Regions from separate parts of the Zea mays genome. Here region 2 is linked to region 1. The links are chromatin contacts, called in public Hi-C maps. All regions are on one chromosome and are shown on one strand. The core of a region is the stretch at or near the end of the contact, and the rest is flanking DNA. Distances in the headings are between cores, read along the strand shown. Region 1 holds the start of LOC100273183. Region 2 has its middle 95 kb from the start of LOC100193175.

The links. Hi-C and Micro-C count contacts between places; a contact is called where the count stands out from the background.
Region 2: a Hi-C map of ear shows a contact between it and region 1, with 2.3 times the contacts expected there. The contact joins the enhancer-like site here to the promoter of LOC100273183 in region 1. A contact is called at or near these places in 2 of 25 Hi-C or Micro-C datasets (ear and endosperm).

Annotation. Positions count from the first base shown.
Region 1 is chr3:65,432,621-65,438,986 of Zm-B73-REFERENCE-NAM-5.0, reverse strand. LOC100273183 reads right to left here and starts at 1,521. Exons shown (of 3, transcript NM_001147628.1): 1 at 1,475-1,521; 2 at 1,274-1,372. The coding sequence starts at 1,498.
Region 2 is chr3:65,808,157-65,814,965 of Zm-B73-REFERENCE-NAM-5.0, reverse strand. No RefSeq gene overlaps it. Among protein-coding and RNA genes, the nearest start is that of LOC100193175, 95 kb to the left of the region's middle. Within about 2 kb of position 3,510, at least 18 of the 20 cell types and tissues checked have an H3K27ac peak or open chromatin away from gene starts, as enhancers often do. A contact at or near this core is called in ear, where this site is marked.

The sequences.
Region 1 (6,366 bases), core at 272-2,771:
TTTCCTTTGCGAAAACAATTCTCTTGGTTATTTTATTATCCTAAAAAAGTGTAATAAGTCATGTCTTGGTGGTGCGCAATTCTGGTCAGCGGAAACACACTGAAAAAGTAGAGGGCAGAAATGAAAAAATAATCAGGCTAGGAGAATCAAAGTGGATAAAGTATCTTTCTCCCGGCACACCATTGGCTCGGTGGTTAGCACTACTGTTGTTAGGAACAGCTCACCTAACAACCAAGTTGCAGTCCAATTTCATAGAGAGAAATATCAACGAGGACGAGTCTCGTACCGCATTAGCAACAGACCAAAACCCAGCTCACAATTTGCCTGTCCCCAAATCAAACAAAACGTACTGTAACTACAGACTGCGAAGAACATTTTGTATTCCCTATTTCAGTGTCTAAAAAATACTGCTATGTCATGAAAACAAAGCAATATTAGTATTACCATGAAAAGTAATAGAGCACGCATATGGTTTCATTTATCTCAGTTGCAAACAGTTCCTCCATTGTCAAGTCCACTGCAAACATTTTGGCCGTAAGGGGTAGAGGAAATTTCGCTGGATAGATCCTCAAAAGGCATGCTTGTCTCAAGAGTGGCAGCTCTCCGTGATGGTACTGTCGACCTGTTGCGTAAGGAATTCAAAAACTGGAAGACCTTGGGCGCACAGGTTAGATTTGGTGGAATGTGGTTCGGATCGATCGTCCTTAGCTAGCTGTCTCTGATTAGAACGCACTGCTAAGAGCACACTAATTTGACTTGGTCTCTGGTGTCTTCATTTCATCGTACTGTTTTATACTAGACTGAATTTCAATTCAACATTCACTACAAAAGATGAGTAGACCGTCGTGCATCCTGCTTTTAGCCAAACAAAATCGCATCCATACTTACACCAAGTTGTTGAGACTAACAGATATCGTTCCTATTGGCTATTGATTAGAACGTGTTCATAAAAAGGAGCAGATGGTAAGCACATACGAGAGGGGTCGTATACATCCCTACTAAGCGGGCAGGATTGCGATTGACAGCACATAAATTTCAGTAATATAAGAAGGTTATAAGTAGATGATGACATATATATATCCTATCCTACATAGCACAGACAGAAACAACTAGTATTTGCAGGACTATCGGAGTCGCGTGTGTATGTAGATAGGTTGATCAAGGTCAGCAGCCAATCCAGCCACCAGGAATCCCCAATCTACTGGTGCCTTATCCGGACGAACAGTATATGGAGCCTCGAAAACAAGAGGAGGGAGGGCGATCATGAGCTTACCCTGGGCCCGGTGGGGCCGCTGCGCCACATGGGCGTGGTGGTGGCGCGGCATTCGACGCAGCTCCTGGCGCCTTTCTCCGGCACCACGATCCCGTCGATCTGCAGCGACGGGTCGCAGAAGCAAAGGAGAGAGGTCGATCAGTCCGAGATCACAGAGCTTGGCGGCAAAGCAGAGAGAACGGGGACGAGAGCCGGATGTACCTTACTGCGATCGGCGGAGCCCATCGGCGTCGGCGCCAGCGCCGGCGGCAACAGACGGCAGCCCCGATCCGTGGCCGGGTTGGCGATAGGATTGCTTGGAGAATTCTGGTTTTTCTCTGCCGGCGTGCGTGGTCTGGTCTGTTCTCTTAGATAGAAGCGTGTAGTAGAGAGCACAGAGTAGTTGCGGGGAAGGGAAGGGGGATGTGTATTTGTGTGTGGGGGATAGAAATGGATGGATTCTGAGCGTGGGTCAGAACTCGGAATGGGGAGGGAGGGCTGTGCCGTGACGTCCCAACACGTATGCGAGTGGAAGATAAGCCGAGGAGATGACGTGGCCTTTGCGGCCGGCCGCCCAAGGAAAGATTTTGCTTCTAGCCATATCTTGTTCTTTTTTGTACGCGACGAGACTAGAGATATCAATAGAACCCGATATCCGCTAACCCGTGGGAATTCTCCTATTAGAATACGGGTATAGTACAAAAATTGTTCTCATAGATATAAATATGGTACAAAATCTTCACCCATTAAATAAACAGGTATAGGTTTGGGAAGCAATAATCCGAACCTGATTAACTATAGGTATTTCGTACATGTACACCTGTCATGTTTGCATGAATGAGTTGAGGTCGAGCGGCCACCAAACCCAGCACGACAGCGCACCAGGCACATGTCCTAACCAATAAGGCAACACGGCAAGTCAACTAGCAGACTAGCAAAAAAACAAAACTCTAAAATAACTAGCCATACGCTATGCCCTCTAGCCGCCCAACCGTCGCACGCCTGGACAATTGCGCTAGCACTGCACACTGGCGACTTCCCCAGCGACGAGGAGCATCGCGACTGCTAGGACGACGGTGACGACCATGAATTCTCAGGCGCCAACGAACTTAGATAGTGACCAAGGAAGGTGAGCAGACTCCATTCTTCTACCGGTCCCGAAGTACTCATTTCTTTTCTGATAGATGGATGAATGGATCATGGTTCATGGATGAGTGCTCGCCAATATGGCGATGTCTAAAATCTGGATAGTTTGTGCTAGCTGTTAGTACCTAGTTATCCCTTAATTGGGGATGGGGACCCATTAGGGATCCGAAACCCGAATGGGGACGGGTATGAGATGAGTTTTGCACTCATGATGGGTATGGGGATAGGTATGGGGAAGGAAAGCATGATGTAGATAGGTCTGAGATACTATAACCTGGTGGAGAATTTACCATTAACTCTCTAGACGAGACGGGACCTCAAAACTATTCCCCATTTTAAATTAGGAGACGTTTTATTTTTTAAATATATTTTCTTTTACAAGATGTAATATTAGTAACTTGGTCAAGTTCAGTTTAGTTTGTGAAAAAGTCTCTAATCTAGTGACTGTAAGAGCGTCGGTAGCACAAACATCTCACTTCGTGGGATCAAATATTTTAATGTTCAATGGCTTTGCCATTTTAATTCTATCCAACGTTTCCATTGACAGTGGGATGACTATTACAACTCCATCAATCTTGTCTCGAGAATTATTCGTCCTAGTTTTTTAAAGGTGTTCATAGAGATTTACGTTGTCCCTAAAGGTGAGTGTTGTGTGTATTGTGAGTGTCTATGTTGTTCTTTACAATTTTAGAAGTTAGTTTATTTTCAAAATATTCTATAGAAAAAATAAAACCTCCAACTCTAAGTGATTCCCCCTCCATTCAACTTTCGGAAATAAAATTACGCAACCTTTTAGAGCTGATTTGGTCACTAGCTATTTCATTTATCTGGCCAACAAACCAATCTTTATTAGAACACAGCCTTTCAAATCACAAGAAAATCATGCATAGAAAAAAATAAGAGTATTTAAGAACAAACCAAACATGTGGGCTTTCCCCAACAACCACAATGTTAAGAAAGCATCGTGGGGTAGTATTCCAGTTTATTTTCATGGGTATTTGACTTTCTTTAATATCTCTATCGGTGATATTTTTCAACCTAAGGCTAGCGGCTGTTGTTCCATTAGATGAAGATAAGATGGGATCATATCGAATGTAAACCACGTTTTGGTGTAAACTCCATGCAAACCTACTAAAAAAGTTTAAAAAAATTCTAAAAAAAACATGAATGTACATCTCAGCTTACCTCATATATATACAAAATTTCATGGTTAGATTCATCTTACTCTAGCACTTACAAAAAAGACAAAATTTCTGACAAACAGTAATAGTTCAAATACACCAAAATTTGTCTTTTTTTGCAACTGCTACAGTAAGATGAATTTGACCATAAAATTTTGTATATAGATAAGATAAGCTGAGATGTACATTCATGTTTTTTCAGAAATTTTTGAAACTTTTTTTAGTAGGTTTGTACGGGGTTTGCACCAAAACGTGGTTTGTATTTAATATGTTCCTAGATAAGATATTGTTTCACGGATAAGGTCCTGAAAATTGCAAACAGGTCATGTATAAACAACTATCCAAGAGACTTCTATTTTTCTAAAGAAAAATGAACTATTTTTTTTTTGAATAAATAGAAATGTCTTAGTGTTCTCAAAATAGCCCTAAACGTTGAATCCATGTCAATTCTAAATTTCCTTGGAGTGGAAAGGAAAATACCCCACGACAACCGATTAAACCGTGTTTCACTTCAGTGATAATACAAAACTTCAATTTCGTGGTACTAATTTGGTTTCACTGATGGGACACCATATAATCATTAGAACTTATTTGGTTGCGTAATAGAGATTGGTGAGGATTAAGGCCCTAGTTGGATCCGTGTGGCAAACTGTTTGCCAAGTAATTTTAGACTTTTAGTACCTTGGCCTCCAACACAGGCGGACTAATAAATTAGCTAATTATTAGTCGAAGGGCTGGCAAACTGTTTGTTCATTAGCCATTTAACCTTGTTAATAAGTGCTAATAGATTGTATAGAGAGAAAAAAACATCTATTAGCGACGACTCCAAATATACCAAGCTAATTGTTGCTAGCTAGCTAATTATTTGCCTGCTAGATAGGGTCTAAATCTTTTCTAGTCAAAATCGAATAGGAAGTAATTCATGTAGACGTAAATAGCCTTACATGGAGGAGTGGATAAAGCGACCAAAAAGTGCAGGAGAGTGTGTAGTCAGCAACCGTGGCCGAGAAGAGTGAGAGCATGAGTGAAGCGTGACGTCATGTCTTACCGGTCAGCACATAGGCTTGGGGCTTACGGTATCATGAGCCAGTAGTTTGCATATATAATCTACGTAGACGATCGTGATCTCATTTCAAAGCAAAAAGATGCCGGTCTGTTCTTTTATGCCGTCACGGTAGTTCGGTGCTCTCATTAACTTTCAAGTGCGATTTTGTAGGACTAGGACAGTAGGACACCGCTTTATTTAACCTGCGTGTAACACAAAAGATGCATGAAAAGGGTGCCTTGTATTAATTAAACATATAAAAACTTTCCAAATTCCAAATCGTTCTTCATCTCGCTAATTCCTGGGTTTTGGTCACCCCGATAACCATTTCTCAATCCTCCATGAGAAACACGAGGCCCCGTTTATGCATGTTGCACTCTCTGGTCAACTCCCAGCAGTAATCTGTTTCTTTCTTAATCGCGCGGCAGCACTCTAGTTGGTTGCTCCGTGGAAACGAACCACTAGAGCCTCTACCTGTTTGAGCATGGGTCTATCTTCCACTAAGACAGGACATGTTCTCTTTTTGCTTTTCAGCGCATATTCTTGTTGCAACAAAAAGGCCAAATTGAAAAGTATATATGTTTCTTCTCTAAATTATTGTTACGTGTACACATTTCTCGTATACTACATCTATTCACGAATATTTGTTATCCGCTGGTTTATTTTTTGAACTTAAACGCGAAAAAAACTGAGTGAGTGAGTGAGTACAGGGAGTCTAAAATGGTGGCGAGAATTGAAATAGCTTGCCTGCAACAAAATCTGCACCGCAGTACGCCAGTGTCTTGGTGAGAACAAACCCACCAAGGGCTGATTTGGTGGTAAGGGATCCCAAGGGGATCCATGGGGAGGAATCCCCTTGTTATTCAAAATTGAATTGCAATGAGATTTCTCCCCCATAGATCCCCTTGGGATCCCTTACCACCAAATCAGCCCCAAAGAGAGAGAAAAGACGCGGACACATCCACACACTTACAGTCATCTCCATTTTTCCAAGGCCGGACCAATCCAATACCAAACAAGGCTTGAGCAGGAGCCCTCGGCCAAGCGATTTGATACGGCAGCCGAATCCACAAGAGGATAAGAGGATAGCCACCATCATCCATTAAGATTTAAGACGAGAAGCTTAACCAACAAACTGAACAAAGGCTATAGCTACTCCCTCCGTCCATAGGATAGGACCACCAGGTCCACCACCCACACCTCTCAGGTGTCTAAAATAATGTCCTGTATTTTTTTTGATAGCGCAGATAATGACATGTTGAGAGCCTCTTGTACTTTGACGAAAAGCAGAGCAAAGCCAATGCAACTGCAATGCACAGCACCCAGCCCAGCTGTCAGCCGCCCGGGCCGTGCGTCAATCATGTGAGCATGTGTTGCAGGGAGAAAGGGGATGAGAGATGCAGGCAAATGATGGGGCACTACCGTACCAAACGCAGGCAAATACCCTCCAAGACGGCTGGACCTGGAGAGCTGAGCATGATGATTAGCACTACTCCAGCGCAAGAATCTTACGAAAACACCTAGGATAGCCCTGGGATCGCGCTGGTAACACGCTAAATACGCAAACTCTTTGGTTCATGCTGACCTGGTCATGGAAAGTCCTCAATACTGGCCATGTGTGATTGAAATTGGTACAAAGACCCCGTCAGAGTATAAATATTTAGATCTGAATAAGCCATGGTGATTTTGTTTCGGTAGTTGTACATTTTTTCTCTCTCGAACATCCAGAAAAACTGCACATC
Region 2 (6,809 bases), core at 2,261-4,760, 370 kb before region 1:
AACGACTGGCAGCATCACACAAATCAGTATAAACTAGTTGACACCAATCAATCTCAGCCATCCGGTCCATGTTTGATGTCATTAGGACCTCATTGTTCGTAATGCCCCATGAAGAAGATTGGAAAAGAAGTCAATTGAATAAAATCAAAAAAAATCTGTTTGATAACTCATCATCATTGCCAAGCACTAGCTTGTCCTGAAGCTTAACAACATCAAACTCTTCTTTACAAATTTTGAGATCCCGTCTCAGTTTTGAAGCAGCGTCAACTTCACCATACCAATCAGTGAACTCCCTGCCACCTCCAGCACTTGGCAATCCCAAAATAAGACGAACCATCTCTTTTGTTATCTTCAGTTCTTTACCAGCCCCTGGGCGTATTGTCATGTCATCTAGATCCAACTTATCCATCAACCACCTTATGAGAGATCTGCTCTCTAACGCATCAGTACGCAAATCAAATATACTTTGAAATCCCAACCTAGCAACAGCATCCCACTGTCGATCGCTCATTATCTAAGTTGAGACAATGACATCATAAGGGATGCAACGGATATTCAATTTCTTAAGGCATAATGAATATGCCTTAATACACATTGTATATATATTGTTATAACTAAGGATAATATGTATATATAAATGATATTTATTAGATGCTTGGAAATAACTAAAGTCTAAAACACTACCAAAATAAACAGCATACCAAAAATAATAATATATAAAAATGTAATATTGGGGTAATACAACATTGATTGTGCACCAAAATTAACACATAAACAACCATAAATATATACATAGTACCTAGGATTTTCTGGGTGTCCTCTGTTTGGGTGAGCTTGTTTTCGTAATGGTCTTTGACTTGACATCTATATCAATCTTTGATCTGCTTGACACAATCGAAACTTGTGGGAAGGGACTTTTATCTTCTTTGCATGGTTTTTTCTAAAGGGGAAGGTGCAGCTGATCTGAATTGGCGCTTTAATGTTGGAGCATCCATGAAATCATCATCAGACAATGTTGATGGAGCTGAAGGATGATTTTTTTACATGACAAGCTAGTGTCTTTCTACAGACACGAGTAACTGGTGCTAGTTGTGGATCAATCTGCTGCTGGATATGGGGATTATCACCATGTTGTGCTGAGCTGTTAGATCATGTTCGTCTTGAAATGTCAACAAAAACACCTCCTGACTTGACTCAATCGTTAATCTTTTTGCATTAGATGGAGGACGATCAATGGATCTAATGGTTCAACAATCAATATATCTGTTGAAAAAAATATTGTTTTTAAATACATTGATTTATGCATAAATATATGCCAAAAAAGTTGAATGTTGTCTATAACTATCTACAATGCATACTACATAATACGAAATGGAGTTACATAACATAAACTACCTTTTTCCATTTATATGACAACATTTAATGAACCATGGTTATATACAAGCATAAAGATTAATTTACTATTTCATATAATTGTAACTGGTGCATGATAAAATAAATGTCTATTTTGCATCAACTAACTATACAACATATTTTAATAACTGGTACATAATAATATACAAAATTTGATGATATTCAAACATGAATATTTAAATAACTATTGCATATATAATAGTATCTGTGTGCATTTATATATAATACAACAAGTGTGTAAACTAATGTTTCAGGTAGATAGAGCAATACAGAAGTGCATAATATCTCGACCAATGTTCATAAACATCTGTACAAATGTGCATAAACAGTATTGACGATGTGCATATATATCAATACCAATATGCATATACATGTTACTAATATTATGTAAAAATACTATCTGCAAACTCATGAATAGATACCTGAACCGGAGCCATTGCCTATGTCTTTGAAGGCCGAGCGATACAGCGGATCTAGAAGAAATGCAGATGCTCTACAATCGGGGCTCCTGAACCAAAGAGAGATGCAATGAGCCGATTAGAGAAATGTATAATCGGATACAAATCACACACATCTAAAAACTAAGGGAAACAATAAAACCGACTTCAAATCGACAAAAATACTTCAAAGATCGACGGAAACCTCGATGTATTTCAAGTTGGATGGATTACCTGAAACTTCTCGGGAAAGCAATGGCTCTTCAATCGTGGCTCCAATGTTCGGAGACTGAAGGAGCGCAGCTAGATTGGAGCGGCAGAAATCGCCTCGTAAGTCGCCTCGGCCGCAGGGGTTAAGGGGTTTCCTTCCTGTTCGGCGGATGCAGAAGCTGGAATCCCAGACTCGCGCGGGTTTCTCTCTGTTGATTGCGCGAAGATGGTTTTGGAAATCGGGAAACGGGGGAGACGTGGGATGCTGACGGAGAAACAGGGGTTAACAGCATCGTAACTGTGTATATGCTGACCAGGTCTGGTTCAACCAAATATGCATATTGACTAGCCTGGACTTCCTCTATTATTGGAAGCACAGGGCTCTTAATATATAAACTATATATATATATATATATATATATATATATATATATATATATATATATATATATATATATATATATATATATATATATACACACACACGGTATTAAGAGTACAAAATACTTATTTGAGTAATAATCAAATTAATGGCATGGGCATAATGAAGAATCGTGGACAAGTACGTTGCACATTTGCTTGCTTGCATGTCGTAGAAATGCAACTTCACATGCACCGAAGTGTACACATATATAGCTAGTGCACGCGTAGCTTTTTGATGGGAGAGAATTAAACATGTTTTAATCACATAATTAAAGAAAAAAAAAGAGGAAGTCACTTGCCATGCACATAGACTACTGACAACCTGCTACTACCGAAACTTTTTTTTGCATTTTGACCCTTTTTTAGAAAAAAATCACGTTTGGACCCTAGAAAAATTTAATGTTATTTTTGGACTATGTGCTCGGCGTCATAGTCTATGACACCGAAATAACTGTTGTGCTGGTACAATCCGGACGTCGTGGCGCCAACGTGGTACCGAGTTCAGCGTCACAGATCTTGGCGACGAGCTCGGTTGTATAAAAAATTTGGTCGTCCTGCCCTGCATGCATGTGCCGTGTCTATTGTTCCGTGGAAAAAAACGTACGGCTGCTCTTTCTCACATCTCACACCTAAACAAATCCAATGTGGCATGATGAAAAATAGAAAAAAAAAGAAAGAAATGTTGACGCGAAGGCTCGCCTGGTGAAAGCTGTTGGTGAAGGGAACCAGCCAGGGGGTTGCAATGAGTAGATCTTTTGGTGGCGAAATGAAAAGCCACTGGCAAAGGAGCCTCTGAGACCACAAATCATAGTATGTACTGCCAGTACTGGCGTGGCGCCCTTTTTCTTCGATGTAACACTGCCCTACACACCCCTCCTATCATCAGCTGCGTGACAGCCAGCCAGCCCACAGGCCAGCACTCTGTCTCCGATCCACCACTCTCCGATCCACCACTCTCTCCCGAGCGCTCTGTCTGTCCACCTCTCCACTCCACCACTGACACCGACACCCCACCTCGCGCTGGCATGGCATGGAAGCAGAGCAGCGAAACGCACGCCGGCAGCAGACAGTGTGCATGCATGCATGCATGCATGTACCAGACGCGCACTCACGGACGAACGAATAAAGGGATTGGCTGGCGCGACAACGCCAGCGGACACGGCACATGCATGCAGTGGAGGACGGCCGAATTTTTTATACAACCGAGATCCATACCAAGATATGTGCAGCACGACGTCGAGGTTGTGCCAGTATAGCAGGTGTCTCGGTGCCATAAACTATGGTGTCGAGCTGTGTTACATCGGCGCCATAGGCTAGGGCGCCGAGCAAAGAGTAAAAAATTGACATTAAATTTTTCTAGGATCTAAACGTGATTTTTTTCGAAAAAGGGCTAAAATGCAAAAAAAACTCGGCGGCTACTAGCGCGCTTGGTTTTCAAATAGAGAAGACCAAAGTCTGAAGGAAGGAACTGTCAAGTGTCAACCCACGATCTCCATGTTCGTACGAACCTGCTCTTCCAGGCACACCTAGCAAACGCCTGCCTCGTGCCAGGTCTGCGACAACGTGCGTACGACTGCTGCACATCTCTGCACCCCACACACCGGCTCGTTCATCAACGCTGGAGGAGATGGACAGGACCATGGTCGCCGCTCTGCTTAGGTCGCAGCGCTCACCATAGACGTCGCTAGGCTGTCTCACTCTTGCGTTTGCCTCAAGAAACAAAAGGTTGCTGGTGGGTTGCAGAAAGCAATGTTGGGCTGCGGGAGGAGCACCATCAGGCCTCTAAGGCTATCCGCACTCATACAACTCTAAATTTCTACTCTAAATGGAATATCTTGTCCCTGTAAGCGAGATTCTCTACTCTATACCGCAATTCTTCGCAATCATATTTACTCTATATCTCAACCCTATACCAACTACCACATATTATATCATTTATTTTCACCATCACCACAGCATATACAGCCACATCCCATGCCATCCAATCACGTCAGAGACAAAAAGGACAGATTTAGAGTAAAAAGGGACGAACTCTACAGGTAGCGTTCATCGTGCCTTCCGTATGCTTTGCGTGGCTGGTAGGGTCATCCGCTGCAGCAGTTTTTTACTGGATGTGTAGCTGTATGTTCGTAGCGTTTTGTTTAGCGCACGCCACTGCGGACAGCCTAAAGCCCCTTCATCCAGAAATCGCTGCTTCTCCAGACGTCATCGGTAAGAAAATTCTCCAACAAACAACTCTCTAGAGCATACCTTAGAAAGAAATTTGTCCCAGAAACCTCAAAGGCATATCCTTAAGGAAAATCACACCACACGGTCATACACACCGTTGTGGTCCATCCGATAAATTTACTGCAAGGGGTTTTCTCTACAGAGCTATAATTAACATAATTTTTATGCAAATATAAGATTTATGGAAGTATAAGCCTGCAATAATTGTATTATTTACTCTATTATACTTAAACTAGATTCATGTTCGTGCATTGCCACGGCAGTAAAAAAATTAATATGAAACATAGATACAAAACGACAAATATCACTATGATATGCAAAATTCGTGTGACAAAATATCACCGATGCACGAATAAAGAGGAGATCACTAAGAAAATACCATTACTTGTTGAACTTGCAAAAAGAAAAGATAAGGATAAGAGAATTAAATCAACAAAAGTTTAATTGTTTATAAAATCACAAGCAATGCATAAATTTACATGCATGCCTAAACAAAAAGAATAAACTTGCGAAGCTTACATTAGTAAGGAAGCAGAGAAATCAAACTTGTTGTATCCAGCCCCTGAGTTGTACTTAGTAACAGCATCTGAAGTAATGTCAAACCCGACCTCAGCACCAATGACAAGTTCACTTGTGCCGACAGTTGTAGCGAGCTCAACCAAATGTGTTGATGTCAAATCAGTGGTCGTATTCATTGAAAAAATAATTGTGGGTATATTGCAGATCAAGCTGCTAGCATAAAAACAAAAGAAATAAGTAATTTGGCAAAAATTCAGTGGAAATTGGTGGGATAAAATTTAGATCATAACCCATTGATGTAAATGTAATTGACAAATACAGTATACAAGTCAAATACAGCTCAATTAAGACTTCCTACACATATTGCACCACTCATTTTCTGTATTCAAGCAAGTTAATGTTTCCTCCTTCACTTCCAAAAACACTAACCTTCCTAGACTTGTGACCTAGAACCTTCAAGGCAAATGAAATCTTCAAACCAGTTAATGTTTCATTAACAGTTATTGTGGTCGACACCTGCACCAACGGTACTCCAATAAGAAGACAAATGCAGGATGTCCAATGCTAATATCAGGACCATAACTAAAGCAAAAGTGAACATAAAGCAGAAAAATACTATGGATACACAAGTGCAACTATAAAATTAATATTGTAATCATCATCTGTCTAAAACTCACATTCCAAATTCCATGTGTTCTTTAGATCAACAAAGCGTAGCCTAAAAATGGTAGGAGGTCCCATTAAATAAATAGGAATCACTTTGAGATGCTTACGGCAAGCTATACTTAGGGCTAGTTTGGCAACCCCGTTCTTCCAAGGGATTTTTATTTTCCCTAGGGAAAATGAACCGATTTCTCTTGGGAAAATAGAAATCCCTTGGGAAAATGGAGTTGCCAAACTAAATCTTATCATTATATCCTACCCACAGAATTTATTAGCGCCACACGTTCGCTGCTTTATATAATCGATGGATGCATCCCTAAGATCTGCTAAGCTATAAGGTAAGTAACGTAAGATATATTATACTTAGGTATCTTACGTCTCATGCAGGATACTTGGTTATAGTAGTGCCACAATTAGGATCCTTGATCCCGAAAACAAATAACCTATCCTACCAGGCTCGCAAAGAAACTTTCAAACACAAAGTTTACAAGAACCTTACTTTACAATCACTATTGATTATGACATCAACCGTGGTTCTGCCGCTTTTATGTTGTGTCCGTATTTCACCAATGAAATCTTCATTGATCTTCACACCAGTGGTAGTGAGATTCTATAGCAGAAAGCAAATGTCATCAGAAAAATGAATTTAAATAGTTTTTGGAAGGAGCTAAACAACATGTTTGAGCATCTTACTAAACCAGAGTTAGGACATGTCGACAAAGAAAATTTTGTACGTTATATTTTAGCATGAGAACCTAGGTGCATCTAGGTGTAACGTATGTTATCTATCCCTTTGCGGCTGCTCAACGCTGTATTGATCCCTATCACTATGAGATAGTTTCGCCTCCCGATCGATTCAGAAGCTTTGAACTCTTCCGCGACTAGGAACCGTTCAGCATGGATTCTTGCAACGAT